Linked DNA regions of Mus musculus: all the other regions are linked to region 2. The links are chromatin contacts, called in public HiChIP or PLAC-seq, capture Hi-C and promoter capture Hi-C maps. All regions are on one chromosome and are shown on one strand. Each heading gives the region's core, a stretch centred on a gene start, on an enhancer-like site or on the middle of the called end of the contact. The rest is flanking DNA. Distances are from core to core; before and after follow the strand shown. Region 1 holds the start of Pno1 (partner of NOB1 homolog). Region 2 has its middle 17 kb from the start of Sec61g. Region 3 overlaps Ppp3r1 (protein phosphatase 3, regulatory subunit B, alpha isoform (calcineurin B, type I)). Region 4 has its middle 140 kb from the start of Gm31268. Region 5 holds the start of C1d (C1D nuclear receptor co-repressor).

Region 1 (2,700 bases), core at 39-2,538, 690 kb before region 2:
GGTTTCAAACTGAAATTCTCCTGCTGTTTTCTCTTGATTGCCGTGAGTAAAGGTGTGCAACACCACTTCTAGCTCGTGTTTTTCTTTTTTAAAAAGATAATAAACTACCTTCCACCATTATCACTGAGCTTTCTCACATGCTGTTTTTTGTAAGAAACTTCATACTCTACTCTAAATTTGCTTTAGTTAGTTTCTACTCGTCCTGCATCTGTTTTTACTTTTATAGACCTGCACATTAGAAAACTCATCTTGATGAGTTTACATGTATGTATGCATTCTTGGTCTGGCTGTTGGACTGTCTCCCCCAACAGAAAATAAACTCCATGATATAGCTGGCATTGCAATTCCCATGCCTGGGACTATCAGGCATTGAACTGACACTTCTTGAAAGGATGTGGTATTTACTAGTTCGTCATCAACTTTGTTGTAGGTATCCCGGTGCCTCCTTTGGTTTTGCTTGTATGAAATGTGGGTTTATTGCATATATCTACTAGTAGACTACGACAACTGCTAACAGCCTATAAGGTCCAAGAACGTTGCCACGAAATGTTAACTTCACTTCCCAGAAACCTTGCAACGGACTGCACGGAGGATGGTGGGAGGAAGAGGCTGCAGTGAGAGCCTAGTTTGAAGTATTTCTCAATCTGTCACCTCCTTTCTGTTTCTGCTGGAGCATTGAGGAATCAGACCCTAGATCACGCAAACCCAAACGGTCCAAGCCTGCACCCACCTCCCGCAGCAGCTTGAGGTCCCCGCGCTGGATCTCGTACACCTGGATAACGCCGGTGCCCCGGGCAAAGTTGCCCATCGTCACGAATTTGGCACTGCAGGGCACCCATTTGCTGTCGAACACTGTGTAGTTGAGGCCCTTTTGAATGTGGACAATGATCTGAGGCTTCTCGAAGGTGGACATGGTGTAGATGCAACCAAACGCTAACTTGGTAACCAGACTGCAAACAGATCAGGGGCAGTTTGTCCCTCCCTAGCCGCATTCTACCCGGAAGCCTTAGCAAGTTGGGCTTGGATGCCTCCGAAAATGCCGTGTGAGCTACTGAGACCGCAACAGATGCTTCTCCACACATGGCACAAGCTAATTTACTGCCGTTACCACAACGACTTTACATAGACACAGTAAAGACTGTGAATGCTTCGGCTGCGAGCGTATGAGGGCACGGAGACATTAGCAAACAGGCATATCCCAGGACAGCAATTCCGAAACGCGGACCAATCCAGCCTTAGGCCCCTGGCATGGACCCCGCCTAGGAAAAGGGGTGGTGTCTTCAAATCGATTGGTGGAGGCTGGCGCATGCGCTGTACAACCACGCACGTGTTCCTCTAGTCGTACTTGCCGGGATTGATCTTGGCCGAGATGGAGACGCAAAGCACCGGAACGGAGGACGGCTTTACTCCCGTCACGCACAGAGGGGGCCGCCGGGCGAAGAAACGACAGGCTGAGCAGTCGTCAGCGGCGGGACAGGATGGAGAAGCCGGACGCATGGACACGGAGGAGGCGCGGCCGGCGAAGAGGCCGGTCTTCCCGCCGCTCTCCGGGGATCAGCTCCTGGTGGGGATCAGGACGGGACGGGACGGGGCGGGGCGGGGCCCGGGCGTCCAGGTGAAAGGGTCGGTTCTCGGTTTTGTTTTGTTTTGTTGTTTTGGGGGGTTTGTTTGTTTGTTTGTTTTTTCGCCTAGGCCCGCATCTCTCAGTCGCCTCCTGAGTGTGTATGTTTTTATTGCAGACTGGGAAAGAAGAAACGAGGAAAATTCCCGTCCCAGGTAACAGATACACACCGTTGAAAGAAAACTGGATGAAGATATTTACTCCGATTGTAGAACATTTGGGACTTCAGATACGCTTTAACCTGAAATCAAGGAATGTAGAAATCAGGGTAAGGAAGAGGGTAGCCATTTCGTAGCCTACCATTTCGTAGTTTCAGCCTTAATAAAAGTAGACAATGATACACGGTAGTGCCTAAACAAGTGGTAATTGTAGGTACTTTCTTCAGTGTAAGTGCTCTTTTTGGAGGAAACGTGTGCCACTTAGAAAAAAATGTAAATTAATTCCTTTATTTTTTTTTCAGTAGATCTTCGGTGTCAGTGCCAAATTAATTTTCCCATATCACAATGCTTTTATTATGGTATTCTAGCCTCCTCGGCATTCCTAAGGGATAAAGGCCAGACACTTGACTAAGCCTGCCTTTCAAGTAGGAGACCCAGTTGTGTTTGTTTCCCTTTTTTTTGTTTTTTTTTGTTTTTGGTTTTTTTTTCCCCTGCCAGTATCTTTGGTGGCTCTGGTCTCTGGAGAAGGCCACTTTCTCTGCTGTCTTCTTACTTCAGTTCCAGTCAGCTTTCAAGAGAACTCAAGCTCTCTTCAGAAGTTTATACATTTCTGTTCTACTTTAGCTGCCTTGTTTACTGCAGGGTCATTGGTTTGTGTTCTTAGTATTTGCTGATACCATATATCAGATGCACAGTGATAGCTTAACGTATACCACATCATTTGTTCCTTAAGGTATGACATAGATGATATACACCCATAGACATGAGAGTGCTGGAGGATTAGGCAGGGGTGAGAAAACTTAAATCCTAGATGTTCATGGGACTTGCCGAGAGTCATACATAGGGTGAGAGCCAGAGTCTGGGGCTTTGTGGCTTTGTTCTTGTTTTATTTTTGTTTTCTTTCTTTCTTTTTCTTTCTTT
Region 2 (2,700 bases), core at 177-2,676:
TCCAGCTTATCACATGGTGTAGACATATGAAGGTCCCCCTTGGAAAGGTTTAGCAAACTACTGTTGCCAAAAGAAATGGACAGAATTTAATCTTCTACCCAGATTCAGAAGAAAGGACAGAAAATATGAGCAAACCTTGTGAGGAGCATGCTCACATCCCTTTATAAACATTCAGGACCAGAGCCCTGCACTCACTTGGAGGTTTGCCACTGGAATTTATCTCAGAAGCAGAGAATTAGTCACAGGATTGCAGGTAACCACAAAAGAGAGGAGGGACACAAACTAATCGCATAATGAGACCTTGAGTGCCAGCACTTGCACAGAGCATCTGTTAATCTTACAAACAATCCCGTGAGAAAGATGTGGCTTCCTTCATCTTTTAGAAAAGCAAACTAGAGCTTAGAGCCACTTGGGAACAAGCTCAAAGAATTATGCACAATATTCAGGGCAGGCTGAGTCTCTATCCTGGAGTACCATAATTACAATCCACAAGTCCCTCTCTCACAGACCAGAGACTTTAACGGTAATATGTACCATCAATTCCATCATCTTGCCTTGGCTGCTGAGCATCTGTCAGTGCAGGGATCACATAAAAATTGGACATTAGACCCAAAGTCCAAATGTCCTTTTCTGGATTTTTCTGTTGCCACCAGAGTGGCAAAGTCTTGTAAGACTCCGGGGAGCCTTAGCTTACCAGGGACACCTGAGTGAACCATGTGGAGTCAGGATCAACGCAAAAAGCAAGAGGAATTTATTGTTCCAGTGCACTGGAGTCGTCCAGACCCAAAGGAGAGGCAGTGACCCCCCAGCACCAGTTTGGGGAATTTTTATATGGTTTCCAGGGCCAGAACAGAGCATCTGCAACTAGGCACAATATGATTGGCTGAACAGTGCACCTTTTAAACTGATTGGTCTTTAGGGAATGAGGTGACAAGGACTTCCCTTGTCTGAAGGTGAGCAATGGTCTGTCCTGAGGAATGTGTCCCCACCCGCAGGTTCCTGCCCTTAGGTCTGAGAAATGCTAATTAGCCTCTCCCTTCCAGAGGGCTGAGGGTTTCATGACCTTCCCAAAGTTCCTACGCTGACCTTTCCACTTCCATCAGTATGGCTTTGCTGGACTGTGTCACAGAGAGAAAGAAAGAAAGAAAGAAAGAAAGAAAGAAAGAAAGAAAGAAAGAAAGAAAGAAAGAAAGAAAGAAAGAAAGAAAGAAAGAAAGAAAGAAAGAAAGCGATTCTGAATCAAATAGATAGTTTGGGAAATGGATCCATTTTCTTTCCTCTGTAGCATTGAGTGAATGAATGTTTCTTGGTGCTCCCTAACAACCTGGCTATGTCTTCTTTCCTAGATGACAAAGTTGTTAAAGAGTGCACAGACTTAGAGTCAGTTCCTCCGTCTTTCCCACACCACTGTGTCAGAGATCCATGTTCCTGCACTGCCCTCTATTTATGACTATCTGAAACACAAAATCAGGAACTCTAGAGGGATCCAAGCACTCTTTAAAAAATTAGGGTGCTATTTTACAATAGACTTATACTGAGTTTTCAACATTCAGTAGGCAGGAGTGTCCATAGTAGTAAATATTGTACTGATATCAAACTACTGCACTTTTGAACTGTATTAGTGATAGCTGAAAAGAGAAAGTTAATACGATTTTGAGATGTTTAAAGGATAGTTTTTGATTGGAGATAGCAATTACAATACTAGAAATGGCTTCCAAAGCTCCTTGGAAAAGAGCATGGAGGGGAATCAGTCCAAGGGCTCACCAGGGTTTGGATACAGCCACAGAATTTGTGTATATTTTCTTGGTGGAACATCGCCATCTTGTGTCTTTTCCAGATATTTCACATAGAAATATGCATCACCATGGTTCTTTTAGTGTTTAATACTTGTTCCCTAGTACAGATTCTAATTTTTGTTTCAAGATTCAAACTAAATAACACAAGTACATGTATATAATTTTATACCTCCCACTTCCTTGTTTGTGTTTGCTAATTATTCAAAATGATGAGTTTATGACTCTTTCATACATGTACGTAGTCTATGTCAATCAATAGGCTATTGTAAACAACTGTATTATAGTATGATGTGCTGGTTAGTTTTATGTTAACTTGACACAAGCTAGAGTCTTTAGAGAGGAAGAAACCTCAATTGAGAAAATGGCTCTGCCTGTAGGAGATTTTCTTAATTAGTCACTGATGGGCAAGGCCCAGATTATCGTGCATGGTGCCATCCTTGGATTGGTGGTCACAGGTTTTATAAGAATGGCTGTGCAAGGCATTGGGAACAGTAAGCAGCACTTTTGCATAGCCTCTGCATTAGCTCCTGCCTCCAGGAGCTCCTACTGTCCTGCTTGAGTTCCTGTCCTAACTTCTTCCACCTATGGGAGGTGGTGTGAAAATGTAAGCCACATAAATCCTTTCCTCCCCAGTTTGCTTTTAGTCATGGGGTTTCATCACAAAAATACTAACTTCACTAAGACATATAATAATCAAAACTACAATGTTATGCATTGCATAATAAGCCAATCATGAGTTATAAAAGTTATATGTTCAAGGGGTTGCAATAGACCATATGGAGTGCAAGAAGACTGAGCACAACCAGCAACATAAAATTTCAAATGCTACACACCTCTGTTCAATTGCCTGATCCTCTGTACATCTCCCCTGTCTCCTCTCACACCTGATCCTGGCCTCTTATTT
Region 3 (2,700 bases), core at 112-2,611, 660 kb before region 2:
AGCGCACTCCCTGCTCTTGCAGAGTACCTAGCCAGATTCTAGTACCCACACCCAGGTAGCTAACAACTGCATCTAACTCCAGATTCAGGGGACCAGCCTCTTCTGGTCTAACACTTGCACACAGAGACCTAGGCACAAATGAAATTAACAAAAATAAAATGGCCAGATTTTAGTTTTGAATCGTAAATTTACAAGTATTCACACGGGCTTTTGGTATTTCTAGATTAAAATTCTTAGATACTTCAAAATTATCAAGTAATAGTCAAATGGATAAAAACCAGACATCATCAATAACTCATGAACTAGATACTGACAGATGCCTGCGATTCCAGTACTCAGAATGTCAAGGCAGGAAGACCAGAGGCTGACGATTAACTCTGTATTATACATGTTCCCCAAATCTACTGTGCTCTCTAGGGTTCTACTACAGACAACTAAATCAAATGTGTTAGCTGACAGACCATAGTCTTTTGAGACACAGTTTCATTACATATTCTAGTATGACCTCCAACTCATGGCAATCCTCGTATGCTACCAAGGGAAGGAGGGGGGAGGGGAGAGAAAGAGAGAAGAGTAGAGGGAGGGAAGGCAGACTGCATTAAACTTGTAAGAACATTTACAAGCCACACTATGAAAGGGCCTATTCTAAAATCAGGAAGCTACAAAGTGAATGTTAAGCTTCTGGCTCTAGAACTTTGCAACCACACAAACAACTCTAATCCTAAATTAACATCCAGCCTTTCAAATATTAAGCTTCCATCTAATATACATATAAAGTTAAGACCTGGACTGGCAAAAATGCCTCAAGAGGGTAAAGGGACTTGAGACGACCTGAATGCAATCCCTGGACCTCACACAGAGATAAGAAAGAACAGACTCTCCGGCAGTGGTGGCACACACCTTTAATCCCAGCACTCGGGAGGCAGAGGCAGGCGGATTTCTGAGTTCGAGGCCAGCCTGGTCTACAGAATGAGTTCCAGGACAGCCAGGGCTACACAGAGAAAGCCTATCGAGAGAGAAAGAGAGAGAGAGAGAGAGGGAGAGAGAGAGAGAGAGAGAGAGAGAGAGAGAGAGAGAGAGAGAGAACGAACGAACATGAACAGACTCCATGGTTGTCTTTTAACTTCCATGCACATGCTATGGCACATGTGTCCACACAGGCATGCCATATATAAACACACAATAATAAGAGCCAGTCATGATGTGGTGGTATGAATAAGAATGGCCCCCATAGTCACTTAGATGAAATGGTTGGCCACCAGGGAGTGGCATTTTTGAAAGAATTAGTAGGCATGGCTTTTTAGAGGAAGTGTGTTACTGGGGGTAAAACCCAAGCCAGGCCCAGAGGCTCTCTGCTGCCTGGGGATGTAGAACACTCAGCTACACATCCAGCAACATGTCCTGGCATGCCTTGATACTCTGCCATGATAATGAACTAAACCTCTGAAACTGTAAGTCGGCCCCAATTAAATGCTATCTTTTCTAAGAGTCGTGATGGTCATGGTGTCTCTTCACAGCAACAGGACACTGACTAATGGATGCTTTTAATCCCAGCACTTTAGAAGCAAAGAAGCAAAGGAGAGCAGATCTCTGTGAGTTCAAGACCAGCTCCACATTAAAAGTTACAGGCTAGCAAAGGCTACACTATAAGAACAGGTCTCATAAACAGACAGACAAATAAGGGGCTGGCAAACAAACAAACAAACAAACAAACAAAAAAACCACAAAACAAAATAATAACAAACAAGACACACCAGTAAAGATGCTTGCCACCACACCTAATAAACTACCTCAATTGGATCCTATGGACCTGTATGGTACAAAGAAAAATACCAATCCCCACAAATGTCCTACTCATCTCTACTTACACTGACACTGTGGCAAACGTGTGAGCCCTGCCCCCCACATCTGTATGTAGGGATAAGTAAAATGTAGTTAAAAAGCCATCCCCAAGCTTATATAGAAACATTTACAGTAGCTGAAGTCTTTGACAACTGACTTTCACTCTAGAAATCTGCTGGTCTTCAGAGTCACCCTGACCCATTCCATCAAAATCCAAAAGTCTCAAATGTCAAAATACAATTTTCACACATCTGTTTCTCTTCTCCCTAGTTCAGGTGGCAGCTGACCCAGTTATGTGACAAGTTCTAGCCCACGAAACTCGGCTTTCATGTTTTTGCAATTCCATTTCCCCAATGATCTGGGGAATTCTGGGTACAGTTATTAACATTACAAAACAAAGAAGCCCAGATCCATGGATCAACAAATAGAAAAAAAAAAAACAAAACAAAACAGAACAAACAAAAAACATGATTACAAATTCACTTTGAAAAGAGCCCTCTTAGTTCACAGAGATTTAGGGGTTTAACCTTTAATGTTGTGTATATATTAATAATAAAATCTACTTTTTAAATATTTCCTACTTCAGTAACTTCAAGAGTGTGTGTTCCATGCCTTCTCCATTTTAAATGTAGGCCACATTTGATAAAAAATCAAGTACTCATCATAGAGATGTGTGCCTGCCCCTCCCCCCAGATTCATAAGCAAAACACATGCTTGCTCTCATTATATTCAACTTACAGTGTGAGCACATTTCCAAAGGGTAACTCGCCTCATTTCCCTGGGGAAGGAAGAAAGAATCAATTAGTTATGAGATATACCTAAATATCTTTAGAATATTAAGCAACTATTTTATCGGAC
Region 4 (2,700 bases), core at 21-2,520, 940 kb before region 2:
TTTGCTTTCTATGTGGAGGTCCTGCCTTCTCTTTCTCCTGTCATCTTCTCACTCCTCCAACACACCGCTCAATCTCAGTCCCGTTGGATGTGGCAGGAGTGAGGGAGTCGCATGACCAAGCACAGGGGTTAATTCATAGGTTTCGGTAATCTGTTGGCCTGGGCAGATTTCTCAAAGTGTGTCTACCACATTAGCACAAATGATTGCAAGGTTCAGAAATGAATATAAATTACGCATTAGCCCACAAGTAAGTACATCTTATACAAGACAAAACCATAGCAATTAGCAATGTGCTACAAAATGAAACACTCTTGTCTGTAATAATAAAAATAGGTTGAATTTGGCATACTCTCCTAAGGTCTCAGAGAGACAGTATCCGAGAACCACTTTTACACATAGATGAAATGCTTATGTGAAGGTGTTTAAAGAAGGACATGTGAGTGGTGGGATTGTTCTAGACAGACAGAAAGGGCAAAGAGGAAGTGAAAGCTAAGAAGACTACACTGTAGTGAGTGGTTGCAGTTAGAAAAGCAGTTTGTTTTCAAGTCCTTCTGGGAAACCATATGATATTGTGTGTTAAAAATCCCTAAGTATTAATAACTTTGTGGTTATCCCAATTAATATTTCTCCAAGAAAGAAATTGTGCTGTGAAAGCAATCATAAGCATCCCATGTTGCCTGAAAGAAAAAGGCAGACATGTGAATTATAGTACATCTACTTGGAAAGTTGTACATCCGTGGAAACAATGTTATAATATTGGTTATGTTATTATAACATTGTAATAATATTAGTTGTATATTATACATAGTTATAATAATGAAAAATGATTATTATAAATATTAGATGGTAGTCTGAGGAAATGCACATGAAAAAAATCCAAGCCTTCCAAAAGTAAGTTATAAAATTATGCATGTGCTATAACCAAAGTCATATTATACATATATTATAGTCAAGCTTTTGTTTCTGAAAGTTGCAAATGATGATTCCGTACAGCTGAGGATACCTGTATGAAAGAATCTCTACAGACTTCCTACGATGCGCAGTAGTATTTAATTTTTTGTTTTCATTTACATGCAACTGTTGTTTCAGCTCTTCAGCTTTCAGTCTTTCCCTAGAATGTGTCTTTTACGGGAGAAACGCAGCTTCCAGTAAGAGGCTGAAATTCCCGCCTTCCGGGAAAACCCGCAGAAACCCAAGCTCCCGGCGCTCAGTGGTGCTTCCTGGTTTCCACCCTCTGCCTCTAAGGCCATTGTGCTTGAAACTTGTTGGAGTGAAAGGAATTCCCGGAAGCCCCAAGTCAACGAAGAAAGAAGCCAGATCGCAGTAGCAGATGGTTCATCTTACAGCTTTCATTTATTTTCTTTACGTGCCAGGAGGGGGTTACATTATCGACTGGGAGGGTGACCACACCTCTCTTCTTTAGAAAATGCCTGCTTGGCACCGTGGCATTCACCCAAGAAAAGTGTCACATTCTTTTGTCCCAGAGGTCCAGAGAAAGCTCTATCAGGCGGTTTTTGTTTTTGTTGTTGGTTTAAAAAAAAAAAAAAAAAAAAAAAAAACAGTATAATTACCATAAAGAAACCCTTCTGTCTCAAAAACACAAGCTTCCCATACATGGTAAGATGAACTAGACGTTATTTCTCTGCACAGCAAAAAAAAAAAAAAAAAAAAAAAAACCTTTTGGCCCACCCTACAAGCCATTTATGGGTTTGATTAAGGCCCACGGGTGTCTCTAACTTATTTATTTAGGAAACACTGTTATTGTCTTAATGTAAACCCAGTTCAGGATCAGTTGACAGTTGGAAAGCTGCGGCAGAGGGTTTTCAAAGGCGCCTCCTTGGAAAGGGGCTCTCCATTCAGCTCCAGTTTCTGAGTCGTACTGCCAGCTCTGCTCAGAAAATAAACAAATGTTTGTTTTACAACATGGCAAAGGGGGCTCCCATTCATCGTGGGCCAGATATGAAAACAAACTTCCACGTATAAGGGCTTTTGATACACATGACTTACTTGGATGACAAGAGGCTCACTGGGGAGTGCTTAAAGCTTATTAATATTGCACAAAAGACTTTTGTTTATCATTTCCCTGGACTGCCTGGGAATCACAGATTCAAGCCGCCACCCGGCTGGTGTCCTAGCATTTTAGCTGCCTTTAACGTGTGCAGATTGTGAAAGTACTGCTGGTTTGGAGCCAAACACAAACTCTCCACCAAGCCAGGTGAAAGAACTCAGAACTGCAGGGTTCTAAGAACCAAGGTTGGGATTGAAATTAAAGAGAGAGCAGAGGGGAGAGAGCTCCCTCTACAGGTAAAAAACTAGATGCCTTGCATCTACCTGCTTGGAAACCAGTAACTTCCAGAAAATTTGGAATCCATGGCCTGTCTAAAGAGACATTTCACCTCCTATTTAAACAGTCTACGCCTACAAGCTCTACTCTTCAGACAATGATCATAATGAAAAATCCTCTCTTGAGGCATCTGTTTACTAGGAAGGTGTGCAATGAGGTATAACCGATGTCATCTCCACCTCCCCTGTAATCTAGTAACCACAAGCTACTTGTGGCTGTGCTTAAATAATGCTGGATCGATGGATACAAAAGCAAAGAGTTTAAGGGGAGGATTGTGCTGTGAAGGGTGCAAATTAGCTTTTTTTATACCTATTACATACTTAGAAGATATTTGTAATAATTGGATTAAATTTAAA
Region 5 (2,700 bases), core at 30-2,529, 730 kb before region 2:
CTTAAAGCTATACTCCATTAGTAGAATGCTCAAAGTACTAGTTCATAATATTAGTTATTATTTAAGAAAGTGGAAATAACAAAGAGGTAATCCACTGTAGACTATTCAGAGCCATACATGAAGAGTCAAATGCTTGCAAACAAGTGCTACTGTTTACCCATAGAACTTTTCAAAGTTAAAAACAAGAGAAAACTGCATCCCTATAGGTACCGGAAAGCATCCACAACATCTCTGATTTGGGAATTTCACTTCTATTACTAGAAAACAACAAAAACTGTTCACACTGTCATCTTATCTTGTAACAAAACAATTCAGTCTATCAATTCCACCATCCAGAAGTAGTTTTCTAAAGTTCAATAAGGATAGCTGTCATTTATAAATAAAAACTAACGTTGATACTTAGTTCTGTCTACTCTTAGTCCAAACAGGTTAATAATTACACCACAGACATCTCACCAGGGCAAATACACCTTTTCCAAGCCAAAACTAAATTGTAGTCAACACATTTTAAGTCATTAACGCTATCTTCCAACAGAAATTTGAGCCACGATGAAATTTTCCCAGATGACACTGAAAAATTCCTCTTAATACAATCCGCTACAGCAGAAAGCTGCCGGCCCGGCCCGGTTTCCCACGCCTTTAATCCTAACACCTAAGAGAGGGAGGCTGATCTCGGAGTTCGAGGCCAGCCTGTTCTACAGATCGAGTTCCAGGACAGCCAGGGCTATACTGAGAAACTGTGTCTCGGAAAAGAAAAAGTAAAATTAAGGAAACCCTTGTTTCAAAAGGGCTAACACTGCCACCGCAAGCATTCCGACCTTGGGCGGAACAGGAAGGGCTGCACGCAAAGTTACTTTTTCCACCTTCCATTTTGTCTCCGTTTAGATTTGGAATCAGCTAGAAGCTGATGGCGTTGGGTGTTTTACTTGTCGCTTTTCAACCTCTGAAAGGCAACGTTAACAGTGGCAGCGAAATGAAGACGGTATTGACAGAGAAACTAAAGGCCAAAGCAAAGCCCGAGAGCCGCCACTGCAGGGACTACGCTAGAAGCGAGCAGTCCCGCTCGGCTCCTCCCAGTCGGCCACAGGACGGACGTGATCCCGGGGTGCGGGAAAAGAGACTGTGACGGGAGCACGACAAGCACCCGAACGCGGTTCTGCACAATACCTCAATACCGTGGACGCCTGTCTCCGGGAAATAGGTCGCACGATGATGACGCCATGACACGGCTTCTGCCTGCCGCCCGTGCGTCTCTCCCGGTCGTGCGCGTGCGCACTTCAGTCCCGAGGCTTGCCCCGCCTCTGTCCATCCAGGAGCTAAGTGCAGTGGTCTGTCTGTCTGTCTGTCTGTCTTTCTTTCTTTCTTCTGTCTGTCTGTCTGTCTTTCTTTCTTTCCTTCTTTCCTTCCTTCCTTCCTTCCTCCCTCCCTCCCTCCCCCCTCTCTCTCTTTCTCTTTTTGACACATTTTTTAATTAACTATTTATTTACATTCCAGGCGTTACCCCCCTCCCGGTCCCCCACCCAGTTCCTCACACCATTCTGCTCCCCATCATCTATCTCCCCATCCCCCATTATTGGGGCCTCAAGACCCTTGGGAATTGGACCCATCTTCTCCAACTGAAGCCAGACTAAGCAGACCTCTGCTACATAGGTCCCAGGAGGCTGGGGAATGGGTGGCACTTGGCTCAGCCCATGTATGCTGCCTGGTTGTTGGCTCAGCCTCTGGGAGCCCCCCGGGGTCCGGGTTGGTTGAGACTGCTGATCTTCCTATGGGGTCACCCTCCCCTTCAGCTCCTTCAACCCTTCCTCTAATCCAACCGTAGGGGTCTCTAACCTCAGTCCGACAATGGTTGGGTGTAAGTATCTGCCTCTTTCTCAATCAGCTGTTGGTAGAGCCTCTCAGAGTGGACAGCCATGCTAGGCAAAGAACTTAAAGGTCTCCCGCCAAGGTGGCAAGATTGGAGTCGAAGGCCCTGGCATTTTGTCTAGATTAGGCTTCTTCAAACTGAATGTTCCTTACACCTTTGTCCATTTCTTTGCTTTGATGGAAGTTGGGTCCCTCCGGACCAAACTGTGCACCTCAGATTAATCTTTGGAGGGGCTTCCCTAATATAGTGCCCGATACCTGGTTAGGTGATAGTTATGAAAAATAGTTTCAAAAATTAAATGAGGGTGTGAAGATATGAAAAGTACAAGTTCATATTTTGTGTTGTTTTTGTTTTTGAATGGGTCTCACTGTGTGATATAGCTGACCTTGAATTCAGGATTATCAGTACTAGGGTTACAGGCCGTGCCATCATTCCTAACTGTGTTCGATAGTTTTATGTCAACTTGGCACAGGTCTCCTGAGTGGAAGGAATCTCAATTAAGAAAATGCCCCATAAGGTCAGGTTGTAGGCAGTCCTGCAAGGCATATCATTAGTGATTGACAGGGGAGGGCCCAGCCAATTATGCATGGTGCCATCCTGGACTGGTGGTCCTAGGCTGTCATAAGAAAGTAGGTTGGGCAAGCCATGAGCTCCTGCCTCCAGGTTCCTGTCCTGTTTGAGTCCCTGCCTTTACTTCCTTAGGCAAGAGCGGTAATATGGAAGAGTAAGCCCTAACCCCTTCCTTCCCCAACTTGCTTTTTGGTTATGGTGTTTCCCTGCCACAATAGAAGCCCTAAAACACTAACAAGGTTTTTTTTTTTTTAATATGTATG

The links. Promoter capture Hi-C pulls out the DNA fragments that hold promoters and counts their contacts. HiChIP or PLAC-seq counts read pairs in DNA pulled down with a chosen protein or histone mark. Capture Hi-C pulls out chosen DNA fragments and counts their contacts.
Region 1: a promoter capture Hi-C map of embryonic stem cells shows a contact between it and region 2, with 4 times the contacts expected there. The contact joins the promoter of Pno1 here to the enhancer-like site in region 2. A contact is called at or near these places in 11 of 39 promoter capture datasets (the 3T3-L1 cell line, the C10 cell line, cranial neural crest and 8 more), 1 of 15 datasets of contacts at CTCF or cohesin (pro-B cells), 12 of 484 Hi-C or Micro-C datasets (B cells, CD4 T cells, the G1E-ER4 cell line and 8 more), 22 of 115 datasets of contacts at active chromatin or transcription factors (the NIH/3T3 cell line, acute myeloid leukemia, astrocytes and 12 more) and 4 of 9 other capture datasets (adipose tissue, embryonic stem cells, liver and 1 more).
Region 3: a contact with region 2 is called in an H3K27ac HiChIP or PLAC-seq map of embryonic stem cells, with 5 times the contacts expected there. The contact joins two enhancer-like sites. A contact is called at or near these places in 4 of 39 promoter capture datasets (cranial neural crest, maxillary cranial neural crest, pre-B cells and 1 more), 1 of 15 datasets of contacts at CTCF or cohesin (pro-B cells), 3 of 484 Hi-C or Micro-C datasets (all in embryonic stem cells), 4 of 115 datasets of contacts at active chromatin or transcription factors (all in embryonic stem cells) and 1 of 9 other capture datasets (embryonic stem cells).
Region 4: a contact with region 2 is called in a capture Hi-C map of embryonic stem cells, with 2.6 times the contacts expected there. The contact joins two enhancer-like sites. A contact is called at or near these places in 1 of 115 datasets of contacts at active chromatin or transcription factors (embryonic stem cells) and 1 of 9 other capture datasets (embryonic stem cells).
Region 5: a contact with region 2 is called in a promoter capture Hi-C map of embryonic stem cells, with 5 times the contacts expected there. The contact joins the promoter of C1d here to the enhancer-like site in region 2. A contact is called at or near these places in 1 of 39 promoter capture datasets (embryonic stem cells), 9 of 484 Hi-C or Micro-C datasets (CD4 T cells, the HPC-5 cell line, Th1 cells and 5 more), 8 of 115 datasets of contacts at active chromatin or transcription factors (DN3 thymocytes, the NIH/3T3 cell line, cardiomyocytes and 2 more) and 3 of 9 other capture datasets (adipose tissue, embryonic stem cells and liver).

The regions. Positions count from the first base shown.
Region 1 is chr11:17,210,177-17,212,876 of GRCm38.p6, reverse strand. It overlaps Pno1 (partner of NOB1 homolog), which reads left to right and starts at 1,288. Exons shown (of 7, transcript NM_025443.2): 1 at 1,288-1,564; 2 at 1,740-1,889. The coding sequence starts at 1,370. Wdr92 (WD repeat domain 92) reads right to left here and starts at 984. Exons shown (of 8, transcript NM_178909.4): 1 at 731-984. The coding sequence starts at 913.
Region 2 is chr11:16,524,212-16,526,911 of GRCm38.p6, reverse strand. No RefSeq gene overlaps it. Among named protein-coding and RNA genes, the nearest start is that of Sec61g, 17 kb to the right of the region's middle. Within about 2 kb of position 1,426, at least 39 of the 459 cell types and tissues checked have an H3K27ac peak or open chromatin away from gene starts, as enhancers often do. A contact at or near this core is called in the NIH/3T3 cell line, adipose tissue, differentiating embryonic stem cells and 6 more, where this site is marked.
Region 3 is chr11:17,182,027-17,184,726 of GRCm38.p6, reverse strand. It overlaps Ppp3r1 (protein phosphatase 3, regulatory subunit B, alpha isoform (calcineurin B, type I)), which reads right to left. Exons shown (of 6, transcript NM_024459.2): 2 at 2,581-2,620. Among named protein-coding and RNA genes, the nearest start is that of Ppp3r1, 24 kb to the right of the region's middle. Within about 2 kb of position 1,361, at least 16 of the 459 cell types and tissues checked have an H3K27ac peak or open chromatin away from gene starts, as enhancers often do. A contact at or near this core is called in embryonic stem cells, where this site is marked.
Region 4 is chr11:17,459,696-17,462,395 of GRCm38.p6, reverse strand. No RefSeq gene overlaps it. Among named protein-coding and RNA genes, the nearest start is that of Gm31268, 140 kb to the right of the region's middle. Within about 2 kb of position 1,270, at least 50 of the 459 cell types and tissues checked have an H3K27ac peak or open chromatin away from gene starts, as enhancers often do. A contact at or near this core is called in embryonic stem cells, where this site is marked.
Region 5 is chr11:17,256,126-17,258,825 of GRCm38.p6, reverse strand. It overlaps C1d (C1D nuclear receptor co-repressor), which reads right to left and starts at 1,279. Exons shown (of 5, transcript NM_020558.4): 1 at 1,168-1,279.